Regions from separate parts of the Gossypium hirsutum genome. Here region 1 is linked to region 2. The links are chromatin contacts, called in public Hi-C maps. All regions are on one chromosome and are shown on one strand. Each heading gives the region's core, a stretch centred on a gene start, on an enhancer-like site or on the middle of the called end of the contact. The rest is flanking DNA. Distances are from core to core; before and after follow the strand shown.

Region 1 (4,311 bases), core at 1,765-4,264, 210 kb before region 2:
TTGAAATTTGAAAATCAAGATCATTGCTAGTGCTAATTAATAAAAAAAAACAAAACATCTAAACGTTGCAAGACAATAAGTCAGGAAAAATAGGGCATGCTTTCAATACTTAAAGGCTAGCTCAAAATGTTCCTAAGTTGCCAAAAGGACTACTAGAGCACTGAAATTTAGTAGGGACTTGAGACAGCTAGAGTTCCTTTCTTTCTACCTTTTTCATTTTATTTTGTCCTCCATATAAATTAATTAGAGCTATAATTTCTCTTGCAAAAAAAAAAAGAAAAAAATACCAGCTGCTATCATGAACATTTAAATACTTGTGCACATAACGAGATGAGTTATTTCAAGGAACAATCAGTATAAAAAATTAAGGAGTTGTTTCAAGGAACAAAATAATAGATACAGAGCATGTTCTGGGTAAAAAATTAACTTTGAAACAAATTACAACACAAAACTAACAACAGTTTTAAGCTCAAACTTATACATTTATTCAATTATATAATTAAAACAACAATCTTATATAAAAATAATAATATAATATTTAATAAATATTCATAAAAAATTAATAAAATATGTAATTACATATTAAATTAAATGAAATAAGCCGACACTTGGAAGTGTAGAACATAGAGATATAAATATAAATCTCAAGGATTTCAAACCTCAAAAACAGGCTCTAATTGGTTCATTGGAGTTCTTTTAACAATTTCACGTTGTTGTTTTACTCCATGTGTCCGCATGACATATGATGGTAAAAACAAATAAGCACCTTGGTCATACCTGCCAAAGTATCACAAAGTTCATCAGGGAATAAACTGTACAAAGATAGGACCTTGAGTACATACCCTGTCCAGTTTTGTGGAGGCACTAACATCAGCATATAAGGAATAACCATGTGCTTAGCCTGCTTGCACAAGCGATATTAGTATATCCATATCCACAATACTTACGACCTCGTCCTTAGATATGCCATCTTTCTCATACATTCTGTGAACAATGTTCATAATATCTTCCTTAGTAGGCTGCCTGTATCACAGATGATGTGTTAGATAATAATGGAATAGCTTGATTTCTTTCTTTGAGCCACCACAAGACCATTTGATTGTATTGTATCAACAAAGCACCACAAGGGAAGTAAAAAAGAGTAGAGCTTTAGTATCATGTACCAGTAGAACTTTTCCATCCTTCCATCACGGATCAAGGGAGCATAAATGGTTGAAAAATCATTCCCCGTGACAATGATAGGGACTCTATTTGTTATATCTGATTCTCGCCAATCTTGTCCGATACTAACTCTGGTTGGATTATCTGACAAATTCATTAAGGTACCAACAACAATCTGATTGTTGACCGTCATTTGAGTATTACCTAGATAAGATGTGAAAAATATATAAAGTTCAAGATAACGAATCAGTATATAAGTAACTTTTTAAAACTTATTAAACAAGAGGAAATTTATGAAAATTAAAGCATAATTGGTACAGTTCAAGGTTTTCTGTTCCAGTAAAACATAAGCTCACCAAATCTACCAAGACCAGCATCAATGTCATTGATCATCAGACAACTCATCTTGCCCTGCATTAGTTCAGAAAATTCAAACAAACATGGAATTAAGAACAAGTGCAGAAAGTCATTAACAATGATGTGGAACATACATCAGCATACTGAGTATCTGTAAATATTTATACTGAAAGCTCCGGATATTATTATGGTCATAATTGTTCTATTTTCATGCTAATATGTTTGCCATGGTTCTGACTTTCAAAGGCAAGGGAACGACTTTAGCCTTTCTGTTCCAATCTCTGTCAGGCACTGATGAACTTAAAATCGGAGATGGAAATAGAAACTCTGAGGATAAAGCTTCACAGGATTATTCACAGGATTTTGAGGAGTTCAAGCATTTGCGAAGGCTTTGAGTCAAAGTGGCAAAAATGCTCTCTAACTATCTCTTCTTGTACTCGGATTTTTCTCAACTCTCTTCTGCTCTTTTACACCATTACCATGGTTGAATATTTTATCTTATCATTGTAAAAGGACCGCTATATACTTGAAGTAGACGTTGGAGGAGGAGGAATAATCCGTTCGTTGACACATTGAATATCAGTATATCATCTAGATATCCATCCTCAAACTCTCTTTTTATTCATTGATTATCACAACACATTACATACACTCAAAACATTTTCAAACCCCAGTTCATACCCAGATCAAGGAAAACCATAAACAGATCTAAAAACATTCAATCTATAAACACAACCAATCAGATCAAACAAAAATCTCAATACAGAAACAATTTTTTTTTCTCAATCCCATATTATATAAGCTAACAAACATTACTCTTAACACCATAAATAGATCCAATCAGCAGGTTATTAGTAAATAATGAACACTATTAACAGCAAAAATAATGAAGAAAAATACCTGCACTTGTTAACGAAAATAGCAAGGCCACTAATTCTAAACCCATCGCAGCAAACGAGAATAAGTTCCTTAAACCCTAAAAACGTTCTCCAACACATTCTCCAGAACCTGGTCTGGGTACGTCGACTGGAACTTCGGGTGACCCGAGTCAGATCCCGTGGCGTTACAGTTCGGCGCCTTGTTGGAAACGAACTCAAGATCCGACGGTGGAGATTGCTGCCTCTCGTCGTCCTCAGACATTTGCTCCGTCCTGTTGTCTCACACGACAAACAACAAAAGGAAGACAAATGAAAGCCTAGAATTAAAAGAAACCCTTACAAATCGAGAGAAAATGAGTAGCTATGGTAGGTAAATTCAGTGCAGTAAAATGAAAAGGAAAATGAAGTGTGATTGGTGTAGGTGTATTGACTTGGTGTTGTTGGAAATGGGAAATTTGGGGGCAAATTTTCAGAGTAAAAGGGGAAAATTGGGGATTTAGGGCGCGCGACTAAATTTTCCAGGAGAATGAGGAGTAATGAGTGGGTAACCAAAAATTATTGGTTTTTTGCGGTGTTTTCACTAAAAACGCCACTATAGCTAAACTTTTTACGGCGTTTTTTCCAAAAACGCCACTATTACTTAATTTTAATTTTTTTTTAATTTTGAACATATTTTTTTCTATTTATTTCTTTAAAAATTTTTGTGCTGAGTTTATCATTTTTTAGAATTTTTTTAAAATTTTGAATATTGAACTTTTTAATTGAAATATGGACTAAAATATTAAATATTAAATTTTTAAATTTTTTATTTTTAAATTTTTAAATTTTTATTTTTAAATTAAATGAAAACTTCTAATTAAATAGTTTAGTTATCAAAATGTAACTTTTTATAATTAAGTAACTAAAATGAAATTAACTTTCCCATAGCTAAGTGAATGGTGCAGTTAATTTATATTGTTTATAAAGTCGGTTTTAGATATGATCAAAATAAAATCGAATTCAAAATAACAATAAGACCTTATTTAATTTGTTATAGTTTGGTCCTATCCAAAATAGATAATTACCTATCCCTATCAATCTGTTACTTTTTTATTTATTTTTCAATAAATAATTTGTTATAATTTTAAAATATTAAAATTAATATTATCTCTTTTATAATTATATAAGAGATTATTTAATATATAAATTAAAAAACACTAATTAATCTAAACATTAAATCCTTAATTATAGTTTCGAAACCCTAAATCATAAAACATAAACCATCAACCTTAAAAGAATAAAAAAAACACTCTATAAAACAAGTTGGAACTAAAACAACACTTATTTAAAAAAACAAAAACAAAAAAAGAGTTGCAACTTTTCAATAAGAAGATTGGTTTACAAATAAAGGAAAATTCACTGTTTTATAAAAAGAAAATGAGTTACAATTAAAAAACGTGAAGACACAAATGAGTGCAGAGGACTTTCGTTCGTATAAATAAATATATATTTTAATTAATCAGTATAGATAAATATTAAAATAGTATAAACAAAAAACTATTAATAAAATTTAAAGGTAAACTTATCATTTAAAACGTTTTCCACAAAATATCCCTTCAATCCATTAAACAATATAACACCTTATTAATATATAAAAAATATTTTTTTATCAAAATCAAGATATCTATTATCGATAACAATAATTAATTATAGGGTTTAAGATTTAATTATTGAATATGATTCACTTGAGATTAACATACTATATACCCATGGCCGTTAGACCTTAAACCATAAAACCTTAAATATTAAACCCTAAACCCAAAAATAAATTTAATCAATATTAAGTATTGCTTCCATAATTTATTATGAACATAAGCTTTTACATTAATATCTATGTATATACACATCAACATCCATATGATATTTTTTGGGGTTT
Region 2 (4,096 bases), core at 330-2,829:
GAAATAATAAAAATAAAATTTAAAATCATGAAAGTGATAATTACCTGAAATGTGGGAAAGAAGAATGTGATGAGCCAAAAACAGGTAGGTTTCTTGGAAAGGAAAATCGTTTTCAGTGTTGGTAATATTGCATTTACTTCACCCTTTCTTGCTGGAGAATCTTTTGATACCTAGGAAACCCATTCTTGCAAGCTGAAATCTGTGCCAATAAAAATGAAAAATCATTCATTTAATTTATGAAAATAACATCTTTTACTTTCCTTAAACAATTGAGTTTCTAGAAACGTAAAATTCCCTACTTTCTACAGTTTTGGTAGGACTTTGGGCTCGCTTTTATTATTATACATTTATCTTCTTTTTTCTCACTCCCTAATATTATTATAATATTTAATCTTTTTGTCACAACTATTTTTTTACTAATTGCTTATAAATATATCGTTTAACTATTTCATTTAATTAATTCATCAACAAACCTTAATTTAATTCAATTTATTAAAATATTTTATAAATATAGATCTTTTTAAAAAAAATTATACTTTTATGGAAATAGAGATAGCGTGAACTTACAGCTTCAATGTCAATTTTGTAGACAAGGAGCTTTCTTCTTTCTCTGCAACTTGTCCTATAAGCCACAATCATGTGTGCAATTGCCAAAGCCAATGAAGAAATGAAAAGAGCGGTTTCCATGGCTGTAACATACGTCCCTTCTTTAGGAATTCTCGAACCGAACACAAACGAAGCTTTTATCGAAACAAAAACCAACGATGAAATCGAACAAATCATTGTGATTCCCAGGTATGGTCCCCTCGAAAGTTTTGGCCCATCACAAAAACTGTAAACAACTGCAAGCAAAAAAAAAACCCAGAAAACCTGTAAATCAATTAAACAAGTAGTCTAGCAGAGAGACTAAATTTCAGAAGTACGAGGAGAAAAAGGACTGGATTCAGAATTAGACCAAACAAAATTCAATTTCCAGGGACCTCACATATGAAATAGCCACGAAGGAAACTACAATTCGATTAGGGTTTTTGCGTAAAGTAAATTGACTTTTAAATCCACTAAAAATATTCAATTCGGAATGGGTTATTGATGAACTTACAGATTATAACAGCTGATCTGATGATGGATATGAGGGGAATATCTATGAGAGAAGATCTAAAATCATAGTTATCGAAATGGGAAGAAAGGGATTGGAGTGATAAATAAGAAGGCGAAAGCGAAGCAGAGAGCAAAGCCGAAGGCAAAAGGGCATCGGCTAGAACGAGAAAAACCGGCGCAGAAAATACGAGGAACGAAATCGCCATTGTTATCAAGAAAAACACTGTTTTCAATACCCTCCAAATTCTTCTCGACTTCTCTTCCTTTGAAAAACCCATCTCCCTTCTTTCTTCAATTTTTTTTTGATTTTGCGAATTTTTTTATGTACAAAGAAGAAGGATTGAAAGTTGAGTGAGGAGGAAATGGAAAAATTAAGGTTAAAAATGAAAGGGAAAATGGCAGTGGGGTATGAAAGAAGGTTCCAAGTGTTTTGACTGTGAGAATTGGGGTGTGACGGAACTGATGACAATTGAAGATGACATGGAGGAAATTAACACGCACAAGCAACTCTTAAATTGAAATGGCGGGTAGGACTGGAACGGAGTTGTTAACGGAATTACCTATACAATTTTTTTTAACGGACAACTAACCACTGTACCCATCAAAAGATCCGGCTATTCACTGGTAATATTATCATAGAAGCCCCTATACTAGGGGTCATATTACATTTTGCCCCTTCAAATAAAAAAAAGGGCAAATTCATTCTTGTATATTAAATCGAAACTAAATTGATTATTTCTGTTGAATTTTTATTCATTTGTAGCTAAAGAAATAACTAGATATGTACTTTAGACCTAAGTACAATTATCAATTTTTAACAATAGATTTAGATAAAAAAATTTACAGAATTATCAGTTTGCTATTTGATTTAATGTATAATTATTAATTTATTTATTTTAAAAGTAAAAACAATAAATTATAATCTTAACCTTCATAATACTTGATATAAATTGTAAAATTTTATATTATTTCAACCACTCCAAATTTAAAAAATTGTTGCCCAAAAATTCAAACCGTACATGACGAAGTTGTAAAAGTCTACCAAGCAGCCCTTATTTTTTTGTTTAAATGATTTTGGTCAAAAATCTAAATGTATGGGCTGATGTCATCCTACTTATTTGACAAGTAGTCAAGTAAATTGCCTATGAAGGCCCCCTAATTGTCAAATTTCACCTAAACTTTCCCATTTTCTAGATGACAAACCCATGGATCATGAGGCCTAATATATACATACAAGCATGACACATGAATCTAGCCATAAGGCTAAAAAAAATTAAAGGAAATTAATTATGTTATTAAGGGATAATATGGTTTGATTTGAATAATATAATTGGGTAATCTTAAGTAGGTTGAAATATGTCGTTAATTTTTGTGTCTTAATAAAATTTAAAATTTAATCCTTATATTTTATATTATTGACAAGTTGATAAATTTTGATAAAATATCAATGATATTTATATTTAAATAAGGATTTTTTAAATAAAAAAATTAATTTTTAAAACACAAATTAAACCTTAAATTTTATAAAATACTGATTTTGGGATCAGTTGTATTTGGACTACCCTCATTTAAAGTTGTCCCCGCAATATAGATTTTTTTTTGTCTTTATATATATAATAGGGAAGGGTTGTTTTTTAAAAAAATAGGCGTTGTGACGTAAGAAATTACGTGGAAAACTTTGTAAATGAAGATTACACATCTTAATTAATGTTTTGGTCCATGCTAAGTGGTAACATCAACTATTTTTCAAAGCTTGCTCTAGAAATACAAAACACTGCTATTAAGATTTTGTTTCTTTAAAGATGAAATTCATGTGTTATAGTATTTTATTTTTATTTATATGTACAAAATTTGTTGTATATAGGGGCAAAGTTAAAACAAATTTTTAAGGGTCGAATAAAATTTTAATTTTTTATAATCTATATATTTATAATTTCTAAAGGATTAAATCGAATTTTTATAATTTTAAAAGAGCCAAAGTATAATTTTACCTTTATTAATTTAAAATTTAATAAAATTTCAAGGGCCTAAATATAAATTTTCTATTTTAGGGGGCTAGGGCAACTGTCAGCCCCCTATAAAATTATATTTTTTATTAGACAGGCTGTTTAACATTTTAAAAACTGTGCATAGCCATAAATCGTTTTTTTAATATTAGTAAATTTCTTATCTTCTGTCCCTAATTTTTTAAGTAAAATCTATATACTTTTTATTTTTTTTATTACGTTATGATTATTCTTACTATCATTATCGACATATACTATTATAAATTTTATCACATTTATATTTTTATATTATATTTATTTTTTAGTTATGTAAATATATTAAATACAAACTCTAAGTAGATTAAATTTATTTAATGGTGGAAGCCTTTTGGCATGAGATCCACACGTCTTATACACGGTGTGAAATAGAATAAGGTTCTAATATATAAATTATAATAATGTAATAAAATATTATATGATATGCTTTTCTAGAAAACAAGTGGGGGTCTTGCCTGCATGATCATTGCACATTTTTTTGGTTTGAATATTTAAATCATTTTTAATATTCTTAAATGTTTAAAAAGTGCTTTTTACAAAAAAAAATAAAAAAATAAAAATCTAGTATTCATGGACTTGCCTATTTAATTTTGACTTAATAATTTTATAAAAAATTATTTTAGTGTCATTTATTTTTTTTAGTCTTTAAATTTATATTTTTATCAAATCACTTCAAAATAGATGAAAAAATTAACATTTATTAACTTTGCTGATGTAGCATGCATGCAGTTTGTAACGTGGATGATATGTCAATATTTAATTAATATTTTAAAATTTAAAATATATTAAAAATATGTTTTTCTATTTTTTAATAATTTTAATGATTTTTAATTTTAAAAATAATTTTTATAATTTTTGAATTTTTTTAAATTTTAAAAAATAATTAAATACTAACGTGTCATCCACGTGACAATTCACTATACACCAAGCTAGCAAAGTTAAAAAAAAAAATTTAA

The links. Hi-C and Micro-C count contacts between places; a contact is called where the count stands out from the background.
Region 1: a contact with region 2 is called in a Hi-C map of leaf, with 4 times the contacts expected there. The contact joins the promoter of LOC107962049 here to the promoter of LOC121230740 in region 2. A contact is called at or near these places in 6 of 34 Hi-C or Micro-C datasets (leaf and petal).

The regions. Positions count from the first base shown.
Region 1 is chrA06:121,134,646-121,138,956 of Gossypium_hirsutum_v2.1, reverse strand. It overlaps LOC107962049 (DNA-directed RNA polymerase 2, chloroplastic/mitochondrial), which reads right to left and starts at 3,014. Exons shown (of 9, transcript XM_041116055.1): 1 at 2,419-3,014; 2 at 1,518-1,572; 3 at 1,164-1,365; 4 at 870-1,023; 5 at 660-777. The coding sequence starts at 892.
Region 2 is chrA06:120,926,485-120,930,580 of Gossypium_hirsutum_v2.1, reverse strand. LOC121230740 reads right to left here and starts at 1,579. Exons shown (of 4, transcript XM_041116052.1): 1 at 1,100-1,579; 2 at 568-842; 3 at 45-199. The coding sequence starts at 1,376. The coding sequence ends at 134.